3 separate regions of the Mus musculus genome follow, and all the other regions are linked to region 3. A link is a contact called in public promoter capture Hi-C data. All regions are on one chromosome and are shown on one strand. The core of a region is the stretch at or near the end of the contact, and the rest is flanking DNA. Distances in the headings are between cores, read along the strand shown.

Region 1 (3,169 bases), core at 79-2,578, 380 kb before region 3:
TCAAAAACAAACCAAAACAACTGAGGCCCCATATTTGTCCACGGTCACAAAGGTAACAAAGGTCACAAAGGTCAGTGGAGCTGGGTCTCAGGTCAGAACAGTGCAGCCTCAGAGTCCACACTCTAAATCGTGTTACAGCCCAGAAAGAACAGCCTGTGGGGGAGGGGTGGCTTCTTTGCAGCAACTTGACTTTTCAGAGTATCATCACTCAAACCTCTCTACTTGTATCTGTGTTCAAGGGCACCTGTGCCACCTGACTGCCTAGGTCATAGTCAGTGAGCCCGCCTGCCCACTCTATCAACACCACAGCCTTTAGGCCTGTTTGCTTTTCAAAGGATAACCAGCCACTCCCGTTTATAAACTCCAATTTGATTTTAATTAAATAAATTAAATTCCAGGCCATCACACAGCAATGGACATCATCATCTCCCAACATACAGAGGTGCAACCTTGCTCTATGATCGTACTGTCTTTAAAACTCCTAAAGCTGGCTCTCTAGGGAAGGCTTCCTCCCAGCTTCCTGGCTCCCTCCTTCCAACTGAGCCACTGCTCATGGAGAAGGCATCAAGTACAAAATGGTAATAAAGGGGAAGGAGAGACAAGGAGCGATGTGGGAGGTAGGGAGGTGGGGAGTGCCTGCCCCCCATCCCGGGCCCTAGCCCGGCTTCCTGTGATCTGCCAATGTCTTCTGAAGGCAGACATTGGTGCTGGTCTAAGAGAGGACTCCCAAGGGAGGGGTAGAAACCCGTCCTGGGAATTGCCTTACCCTCCTGGGACAGAAAAGGGTCACCTGGGAGAGATGCCCTCTATCATCTGTTTGCCAAGGGTTCTAGACCACACATATAAATAGAAACGAGAATAAATAAGGGAGAAGGACCTGCTGATGAGAGAGTACTCTGGGCTCCCCTCTGGCGGCAGTACCAGCAGAGGCTTCTGATGAGTGTCCACACGCCCAAGACAGAGCTTGCCCCTGACTCTCAGCTGCCAAACTCTCCTCTACGCTCACGCAACAACTGTTGCCTCCCAGATGCCTCCCATGTCAGACACCCTTCCCGCTCACCCCACAGCCCAGTGTGCTGGGGCTCCCTATAACCCGAGGGCTTTCCTGGCCCCAGCAGTGGGGATCCAGGAAGGGGTACAGAAGGGGATGTGGGGGACAGACTAAGAGAACTCTTGATCTCTCCTAGCTCGGGGGCTTTCAGAGCTGGGGGCTAGGGTTGCCATTGGCCTTGGGTTTGGATTTGAAGGAAAAACGCTTGATAAGGCGACGGGAAAAGCTGCCAGCCTTCTTCCGGACGCTAGGTGTGGCCGTCGTGTTGGACAGGTCATCGTGTGACTGGCTCAGACCAGCTTCCTTCTGTCGGGGCCTCCGGCGGAAGATGAGCTTTGTGCCACTGCGCAGGAAACTCACTGTAGGGAAGAAGGGAAACTGAGGTGGACGGAGGGGCACAGGTCTGGGATGAGGGTGGAGAAAAGACTTAGGAAGTTAATACAGAAGATGACGACTGTACTCTGTCTCTTCCCTAATGCCTGCCTTTCTCAGGAAAGGCGGTGGAAGCGCACGCGAGCTTCACCCATCCTGAGGAAGGAACACAGTCCTAGGGGGAGGGATCTGTGCGCCTCTGACCACATCCCCTGGAGGAATAACAAGGGTAGGGACTGCCGCTCTGGGAGGACTCTCAGCGGACTGAGCCTCCTTTCACTGAAAAGACAAAGACTGCACAGAGGGTGTTCCTTAAAGCCTATAAATCATAAAAGGAAAGGTGGATTAACACACTACATTCCAGGGTGTGAGCAGTGGGGAGTCTAGAAACCTCAAAGACGTGACTATGGGGCACAGAGAGAAGAAGGTTCTCACGCAGCAGGCTTCGGACTCACAGACTCCATTCTCTCAAGCGATGCGAGCCACAGGTCAAGATTCTTTTCTGTTAGTTTTGTTTGAGGCAGAATCTGGATTCGTAGCCTGGGCTGGCTTTGAACTCATTACATAACCCAAGCTGATCTTAAACTCACAGCCTACCTCTTGCCACAGTCTCTCAAGTCTTGAGATTGCAGCACCAGCTTTTAAATCATAAATAGATCCCAGCCGACAGGGTCATTGGTCAACGGGTGAGATGTAAGACAGCAAACTCTTTGTCCTTTGAAGTTAGGAAAGCTGTTTGCAACCTGAGTCACAGCCAGAGAGGGAATGACATGCTTCCTCCTGTCCCTCCTTCCGTGAGAGTCTCAAAATGTGACCTGTAAACTGGCCTTCAACTCAAAACCCTGCCTCAGCCTCCTAAGTGCTGGGGATTCAGGTATTGCTGCCCAGCTCAAAAGAATAATCTTTTCTTTTCTTTTTTGAAACTGGCTTTCACCAGGCTGGCTTTGAACTCACAGATCTACCTGTCTCTGCCTTCTTGAGTGCTGGGATGAAAGGTGTGCACCACCATGCCCAGCTCAGGGGAACAATGTTAAGATTGGCATGGAGTAGAATTTCTCATTATCCATGCAACTGGGGGCACAGAGTAGAAGAGGAAAAAAGAAAAAAAAGGAGGAGGAGGAGGAGGAGGAGGAGGAGGAGGAGGAGGAGGAGAAGAAGAAGAAGAAGAAGAAGAAGAAGAAGAAGAAGAAGAAGAAGAAGAAGAAGAAGAAGAGGCGGCCAGTGAGTTCTAAGCCAACTTTGGATATAGTGTGAAACCCTGTCCCCAAACTAAACCAAAACCTAAGCCAAGAGTTAGCATTATCTCAGCAGGAGGCTGGGCAGGTAGCTCAGTGGTTAGGAGCACTTGCTGCTCGTCCACAGGATCAGGGTTTGATTCCCAGCATCCACACGGTGGTTTGTAGATGTCTATAATTCTAGTTAAAAAGGGCTCCATCAATCTCTTTCCACTTCCTTGGGCAACAGGCACCCATGTGATGCCCATGTAGGCAAACACTCATGCACAATTTAGAAAGATGTCTCAACAGGTAAACGTGTTTGCTGCCCCAAACATGACAACTTCAGTTCAGTCCCTGGGACCCACATGGTGGAAGGAAAAACCAACTCCTACAAATTGTCTTCTGTTACACATGTGTGCGCGCGCACACACACACACACACACACACACACAAATAAATGTAATAAATGTTTTAAACGGCGGAGCATGTTGTTACGTATCTCTAATCCTCACAACTGGGAGGCACAGGC
Region 2 (3,044 bases), core at 235-2,734, 450 kb before region 3:
ATAAAGAACATAATCAAAAATAAAAATTAAAACTCTCTCTTACAGTATCTAAAGTGCTACGGAGTTAAATAAAACAGGTATTGACCTTCCGCTTGCTCTGGAAGTGATTTCATAGTCCCACATCTTGTGTCTGTTTCGGCAGATTTGCTTCTAATAATATGCAACTGACCAACATTTTCAGGGACTAGAATGGACAGACATGCCTAAAAAGGATCTGTAGGTTCCATAATCCACAGGGAGGAAGGCTTGTTTAAATTCTATGTATGGTGACATTATGGTGCCCAGAGATGGCACAGGTCCAGACGGATCTCTCCCAGATGGAGGGAGGGCTTCCCGTCATGCTTTCTGCCAACAATCAAATTTTAATTATACATAAGATACTAAAAAACACCCCGTAAAGGGGATCTCCCCCAATATTGCCCAAGAAATTACCAACTGCAAACTTTAGGAGGTGCAGGCGGTCAAGCAAGTCCACTAGAGGGAGCCCTAAGCAACTTTATGCTGCAGGGAGCCTGGGGGCTGCTAAACCCCTGCCTGCAGATTAAACCTCATAAAGAAATAGTGGGAGAAGGCAAGATTGACTGGAGAGGGAAAAAGGAGTCCTGTAAACACTGCACTGACGTCTGGGGATTTCAGGAGCTACAAAACTTATACACCAAGAAATACAAGCTGAGCAAAATTAAGTAGCTGAACTCCAGACTCTTGTCTAATTTGTGTTCCTCTTTGTGGGTCAGCATCCTTTCAACTACCTGTGTCAGAACATGTTTCCCTCACACACCACAGTAGCCTTTTTGAGGCAAACCTTCAGGTTGTTGTTTAAAAAAAAACAAAAACAAAAACAAAAAACAAAAAACAAACAAAACATTTATTTATTTATTTTATGTATCTGGTGGTCTTCAGACACACCAGAAGAGGGCATCCGATACCATTACAGATGGATGTGAACCACCATGCTGTTGCTGGAAATTGAACTCGGGACCTCTGGGAGAGCAGCCAAGTGCTCTCAACCACTGAGCCATCTCTCCAGCCCCCAAACCTTCTGTTTTAAAGTAAATAATGTCACTGTGTTCACACGAAACCTCCAGATATAAAGTAGCTGTGATGGCCGCTATCCCTGCTTTCCCTATGTCTTGCAAAACACTGCTCTCCCAGACTGCAAGTTTGTAGATTCCTAGCCTGGAGAGTCTCCAGACCACAGGTAGTGCCTGTGTAGACATGAATAATAGCTATTCGGCTCCTAAGCCTCTTCTTTAGGGCTAGGATATGGAGGTAAAAAGAGAAGCTTTCCTTTGTATGAGCTGATTTAGCTCACCCACCTGCCTGAGTTTTCCAGTTGCCTGGACAACGTGCAGTATCCAGAAACCCAACATCCCAGTTCTTGGTCCCACCTCTTGAGGAAGTTTTACACCTTGGATTGGCTCCCAGGACCCAGGCTCCTCCCTAGACTCAATCTACTTGGGTCTCTCTTTACTGTCCCCATGACATGTCATTTCCCAGGGAGACACCACACAAGCAACAGAAAGTCTTGCAGGTAGGTAGGAAGGAGGAGAGTACACAAGTTGGGGAGAGAGAAGGGATGTCCAGAAGTTTCTCTAAGAAGCTGACTGCTGCACATAGGATTGTTCTCCCTCAGTGATCCCAGCCCTCCCTAAGGGTCCCAGAGACCAAGAAATGAAGCTTCTATAGAAGTGTAAGATGCACTGGGAGACTGGCACTCTGATGCTCCAGAAACCCCCAACCAACTCAGTGTAAGAGTCAGGAAAGCCTGTCTGTATGCTGACCTACATAGGTCTTCCCTTCGTCAGGACAGCGGGATGCCACCTAAAACCAAAGGAAGGGGGAGAAAAGCTGAGGCACGGAAGAAGAAAAAGAATTCAAGTCCTGGTGAGTCACCATGGGTGAAGGCCAGTGCCCCTGCATGTCCATGTCCACACCAAGGTCCTTAGAGGGAATCCAGCTCCCTGGGCAACAAGACAGAGGGCGTTTGTTTTGGTTTTGTCTTTTGTTCTTTTGACACAGGGTCACTAAGAAACCCAGGCAAGCCTCAAACGTATCCTCCTAGTCCTCCTAGTGCTGGGACAGCCTGGTGCTCACAATGCCTGGCATTAGTTAGGCATTGACACCACAGTTGGCTAAAGTGAGGCTCTCTTGCCCTCCTCTTCAGAGCCCTGAGTTCAGATTCGGCCAGGCTGGGGACCGGAGACTGCCTCTCTCCCCCTGGAGCCCCCTCTAGTCCTTTGCCTCTGTCATCTGTTTCACCCTTCTTTTGAGCACACACCAAGTACAAGGCAGTGAAGGCTTGGCTATGAATTTGTCAGATTTTGGCATTGGGTATCAGTGATCTTCCCCCATCCTGCAAAAAGTGCGGGAGGAAGACAGGGCAGGGGCGAGATCAGCGTAGCCTAAGACTCCGTGGTTTGCCACGACAGGTGTGGAGGCTGAGGCCAAGCACAGGCTGGTGCTGCTCGAGAAGGAGCTGCTTCAGGACCGCTTGGGTAAGGAGTGTGGAGCCTCAGGAGACAGCAGCAATGACAGGTCCTAGTCAGGGTTATCACTGCTGTGAAGAAACACCACAACCAAAGCAACGTGGGGAGGAGATGGTTTATCTGGCTTGCGCACCCAAAGCACTGTTTATTATTGAAAGAAGTCAGGAGAGGAGCTAGGAGCCTGGAGACAGGAGCTGATACGGAAGTCATGGAGGGGTGCTGCTAATTGGCTTGCTCTCCATGGCTTGCTCAGCCTGCTTTTTTATAGAACCCAGGACCACCAGCAAAGGGGTAGCACCACCCACAATGGGCTGGGCCCTCCCCATCATTCACTGATTAAGAAAATGCCCTATAGGCTTAACTATAGCCAGATCTTATAGAGGCATTTTCTTTCTTCCTTCCTTCCTTCCTTCCTTCCTTCCTTCCTTCCTTCCTTCCTTCCTTCCTTCCCTCCCTCCCTCCCTCCCTCCCTCCCTCCCTCCCTCCCTCTCTCTTGTTTGTTTGTTTGTTTTTTGAGACAGGGTTTCTCTGTATAGCCCTGGCTGTCCTGGAACTCAC
Region 3 (3,151 bases), core at 455-2,954:
GCTCCTAACATCACACAACCCCGGCATGGTAGGGCTTGGGGCTGCTCAGCGTTGAAGAGCTCCCACTTCAGACAACTCGAGAACCAGACGGGTGCGTGCACACACACACACACACACACACACACACACACACACACACACACACAATTTCAGAACTTGGGAAGTAGAGGCAGGAAGATCAGCAGTTCACGGGTTACCATTACCATAGCAAATTCAAGGCCAACCTGGGCTATGTGAAAGTCTGTCTCAAAAAGGAAAACCTAAAACAAAACGAAAAACCAAACTAAACAAAACACAGAAGGAAGCAGCCACAGAGCTGGGGATGCATGTAGTGCTAGCTCCGTGGTGGGCGGGGTTTGCCCCACCTCTGAGGGGCGGGGCTAAGAAGAACTGCCGTACACTGATTCCTACTGGGCTCTTTAGGCCATTCTACTCCCTTCATGTGAACAGCATAGAGCATATACATTGCACACAACATTCAAGGTCAGGGAGGAGGGGAAGGGAATGGGAGGGGGAGAGGGAGGGGGAGGGGAGCCGTCAGAGCAGAGGTGAACACTGGGTGTGGAGGAAGGGAAACAGGCCACTACAAACACCGATCACATGGTACAACTGCCACCCTCAGCCACCAGCTCCAGGAGAGGATGATACTAACCACTGAATTCAGAAGTGACAGCTACCAGTAAGCTCCTCTCATGGGTCCCTCTCCACTCCCCACACTCCGGGTTACTTCAGGCCCAGTTCCCTCCTCCCTCCGGCCTCCTGAAGGTCCTGTCCTAGCCTCTAGCCCTGCCTCTCACCTGACCTGGTGTTGAGGAATGGGTTTTAAAACCTTCTCTGATGGTTCCTCTTTGGGGAACCAGCTGCCTGTGTGTGCCTGGCTCACACTGCCGCCAACACATCCTTGCCTCGCAGCCTCCCCCACACTGAATTAGGTGGAGTCTCTTGAGATTCTCACTGTCCCCTTAGCAACCCAGCTCTTCACACCCCAGGGCCATCTCCCTCCTGTCCACAAACTCCTAACCAAGATCCACTGCGGGCCACTGCAACAGACACCACAGATTCTCAGCACAGAGCTTGCAACACTCAATGTGAACCTCTGTCATCCACACCTATATCCTCCTCCAACGGCAACAGCTATGTGCCAGGCACAGAACAGGCGCTCGCTTGCTCGTGGCAGGATGACTGAGTCCTAGGAACTGACACCTGCAAAGGGATCCTAGGCTCTTGTGCTAGGAAGTTACAACGTGGCGAGGAGGTACAGGCACACAGCCTAGTTGCTTGCCAGCGTGGCTTGGAGCTCAGGAGTACTCTGCCACATCTGAGGGAAGGAAGAGGTGTGAAAAGCAAGAGCCCATTCAGAGCACCCAGCATAGTCTGGCACGGAACTCGGCATCTGTCACTACAGCATTACACTCCGGGCTGATGTCACACAGCAAGGCAGGGATGACTGCCGGAGTGCTGAGGAGGGTGGGAACGGTTCCAGGTAAGGTGAGCGCCTGGAGGGGTTTACCCACGCTAATCTAATGTGCTTTCCTGTTGTAGGAAGGAGGAGGGCGCGGGTCCAACCGGCAAGCCACACCCAGGTCCTGGTGTAGCCCTAAACCCATCTCAGCATTTCCTCCTGGCCATCCTCCAGTGGTATTGTGCTCTGCCCCCCTTCTTCTTTCCCTGGAAATAGTAACAGGGAAACAGCAACCTTCGTACACTCTGTCCCGCCCACCTATCCTTGGTCTTGTGCAATCTGACTTCTGCCTGCTTGCATGGTGGAAACCCTTCTCTCCACAAATCTCAGACCCGGAGTCAAATGGCCTTTGGGCCACATCCTGCTTGACCCTCTGGTGGTATCTATCATGGCTGGTGACACCTTGGGCTTACAAATGTCTGTTCCCTTGGCTGGCTTCCTTCTGTTTCCGCTCCTCGTCTAAACGTGGTCTCCTTTGTTTCACAGGCATGAACCAAGATTGCCTTTGCCAAGCGCCAGCCCAGCACCTGGCGCACAGTCAGAGCCAGCTTCCTGCTTCCTTTTCTGCCTCTGCTGCTTTCTATCCTGCCTCTTCTCCACTCGTGGCTGCTCCTCCCCTCTCCTCGGCCTTGTCCTTGCTGAGAGACTGTGGGCAAAGGCTTTCTGAGCCCTGTTAAACTCGTTATACGTAACGGAGGTGTCAATATAGCGCTTTTGGCAAAAATTAGATGAGCCGATGCATCCAGAGTACCAACCGTTCAAGTGTCTGATGGACAGGCCCTGAATTTCCTATAATTATTACGCCAAGACTTTCAACTAGGGTCTGCCTCCCAGCCTAACCTTTTCCCTGGACCTAGCTAGACGCATCTCAGCCCCAGTGTGTCTGAAGTGGCTCTGCTTCTCAGGCTGACAACGTCCCTCTAGCTACACTCAGGCTTGTGTCTCTCCACATCCAGGACCCATGTCGACTGGGGAAGGCTTCTCCTTTTTTTTTTTTTTTTTTTTTGAGACAGGGTTTCTCTGTGTAGTCCTGGCTGTCCTGGAACTCACTCTGTAGACCAGGCTGGCCTCAAACTTACAGAAATCCACCTGCCTCTGCCTCCCAAGTGCTGGGATTAAAGGCATGCACCACCACACCCGGCTGGGGAAGGCTTCTTAAAAGGGCAGAAAGTCAAGAGGTGCAAGCAAGGCCCTGGGCCTGGGCATTCATGACCTGGAAGCCCTCCCCTTTCCAGGCTCTTGGTAGGTAGGGCTGTTTTCCCCAGCTTTGCAGGTGGCGGGGCTGAGTGACTGGTAGGCAAATGTGTCACACATTACCTCCCCGCTGAGACTCTTAATGTCAAAGCAAAGCGCCTCAGAACTCTCTTGGCTCTGCCAACACGCCCAGTAACGTTCCAGAAAGTCGCACTGTGCCTCAGAGACAGCCAACCCGCAGTGCACAGCGAGTTCATGTGGTGCATATGGAGGACTGCCGATCACTGCACCGTTGAGCCTTGGCTGATTAGAGGGCCACCCAGAACCTCGGGATCTAATGGGAAAGGCTGAAGGTATTCCGGGACAGGAGTCTACGCCAGAGACTGGATGAAGAAGAGCATCGTAAATAAGTTTCCTGGTTCCTGGACTGTCCCGAGAGTCCCTGAAACTGCTCAAGCGATTACCTCGAGGTCTCTGAGGGAGACTAAGGGGCAG

The links. Promoter capture Hi-C pulls out the DNA fragments that hold promoters and counts their contacts. Capture Hi-C pulls out chosen DNA fragments and counts their contacts.
Region 1: a promoter capture Hi-C map of adipose tissue shows a contact between it and region 3. The contact joins two enhancer-like sites. A contact is called at or near these places in 1 of 484 Hi-C or Micro-C datasets (embryonic stem cells) and 3 of 9 other capture datasets (adipose tissue, liver and pancreatic islet).
Region 2: a contact with region 3 is called in a promoter capture Hi-C map of liver, with 2.1 times the contacts expected there. The contact joins the promoter of Ccdc153 here to the enhancer-like site in region 3. A contact is called at or near these places in 3 of 39 promoter capture datasets (hematopoietic stem and progenitor cells and liver), 1 of 115 datasets of contacts at active chromatin or transcription factors (pancreatic cancer cells) and 3 of 9 other capture datasets (liver, macrophages and pancreatic islet).

What each region holds. Positions count from the first base shown.
Region 1 is chr9:44,309,858-44,313,026 of GRCm38.p6, forward strand. C2cd2l (C2 calcium-dependent domain containing 2-like) reads right to left here. Exons shown (of 14, transcript NM_027909.2): 14 at 1-1,410. The coding sequence ends at 1,199. Among named protein-coding and RNA genes, the nearest start is that of Hinfp, 5.8 kb to the left of the region's middle. Within about 2 kb of position 1,329, at least 68 of the 459 cell types and tissues checked have an H3K27ac peak or open chromatin away from gene starts, as enhancers often do. A contact at or near this core is called in adipose tissue and liver, where this site is marked.
Region 2 is chr9:44,239,193-44,242,236 of GRCm38.p6, forward strand. It overlaps Ccdc153 (coiled-coil domain containing 153), which reads left to right and starts at 1,485. Exons shown (of 7, transcript NM_001081369.2): 1 at 1,485-1,531; 2 at 1,806-1,884; 3 at 2,430-2,495. The coding sequence starts at 1,815.
Region 3 is chr9:44,690,462-44,693,612 of GRCm38.p6, forward strand. All of the region lies in intron 20 of Phldb1 (pleckstrin homology like domain, family B, member 1), which reads right to left. Among named protein-coding and RNA genes, the nearest start is that of Treh, 19 kb to the left of the region's middle. Within about 2 kb of position 1,705, at least 116 of the 459 cell types and tissues checked have an H3K27ac peak or open chromatin away from gene starts, as enhancers often do. A contact at or near this core is called in adipose tissue and liver, where this site is marked.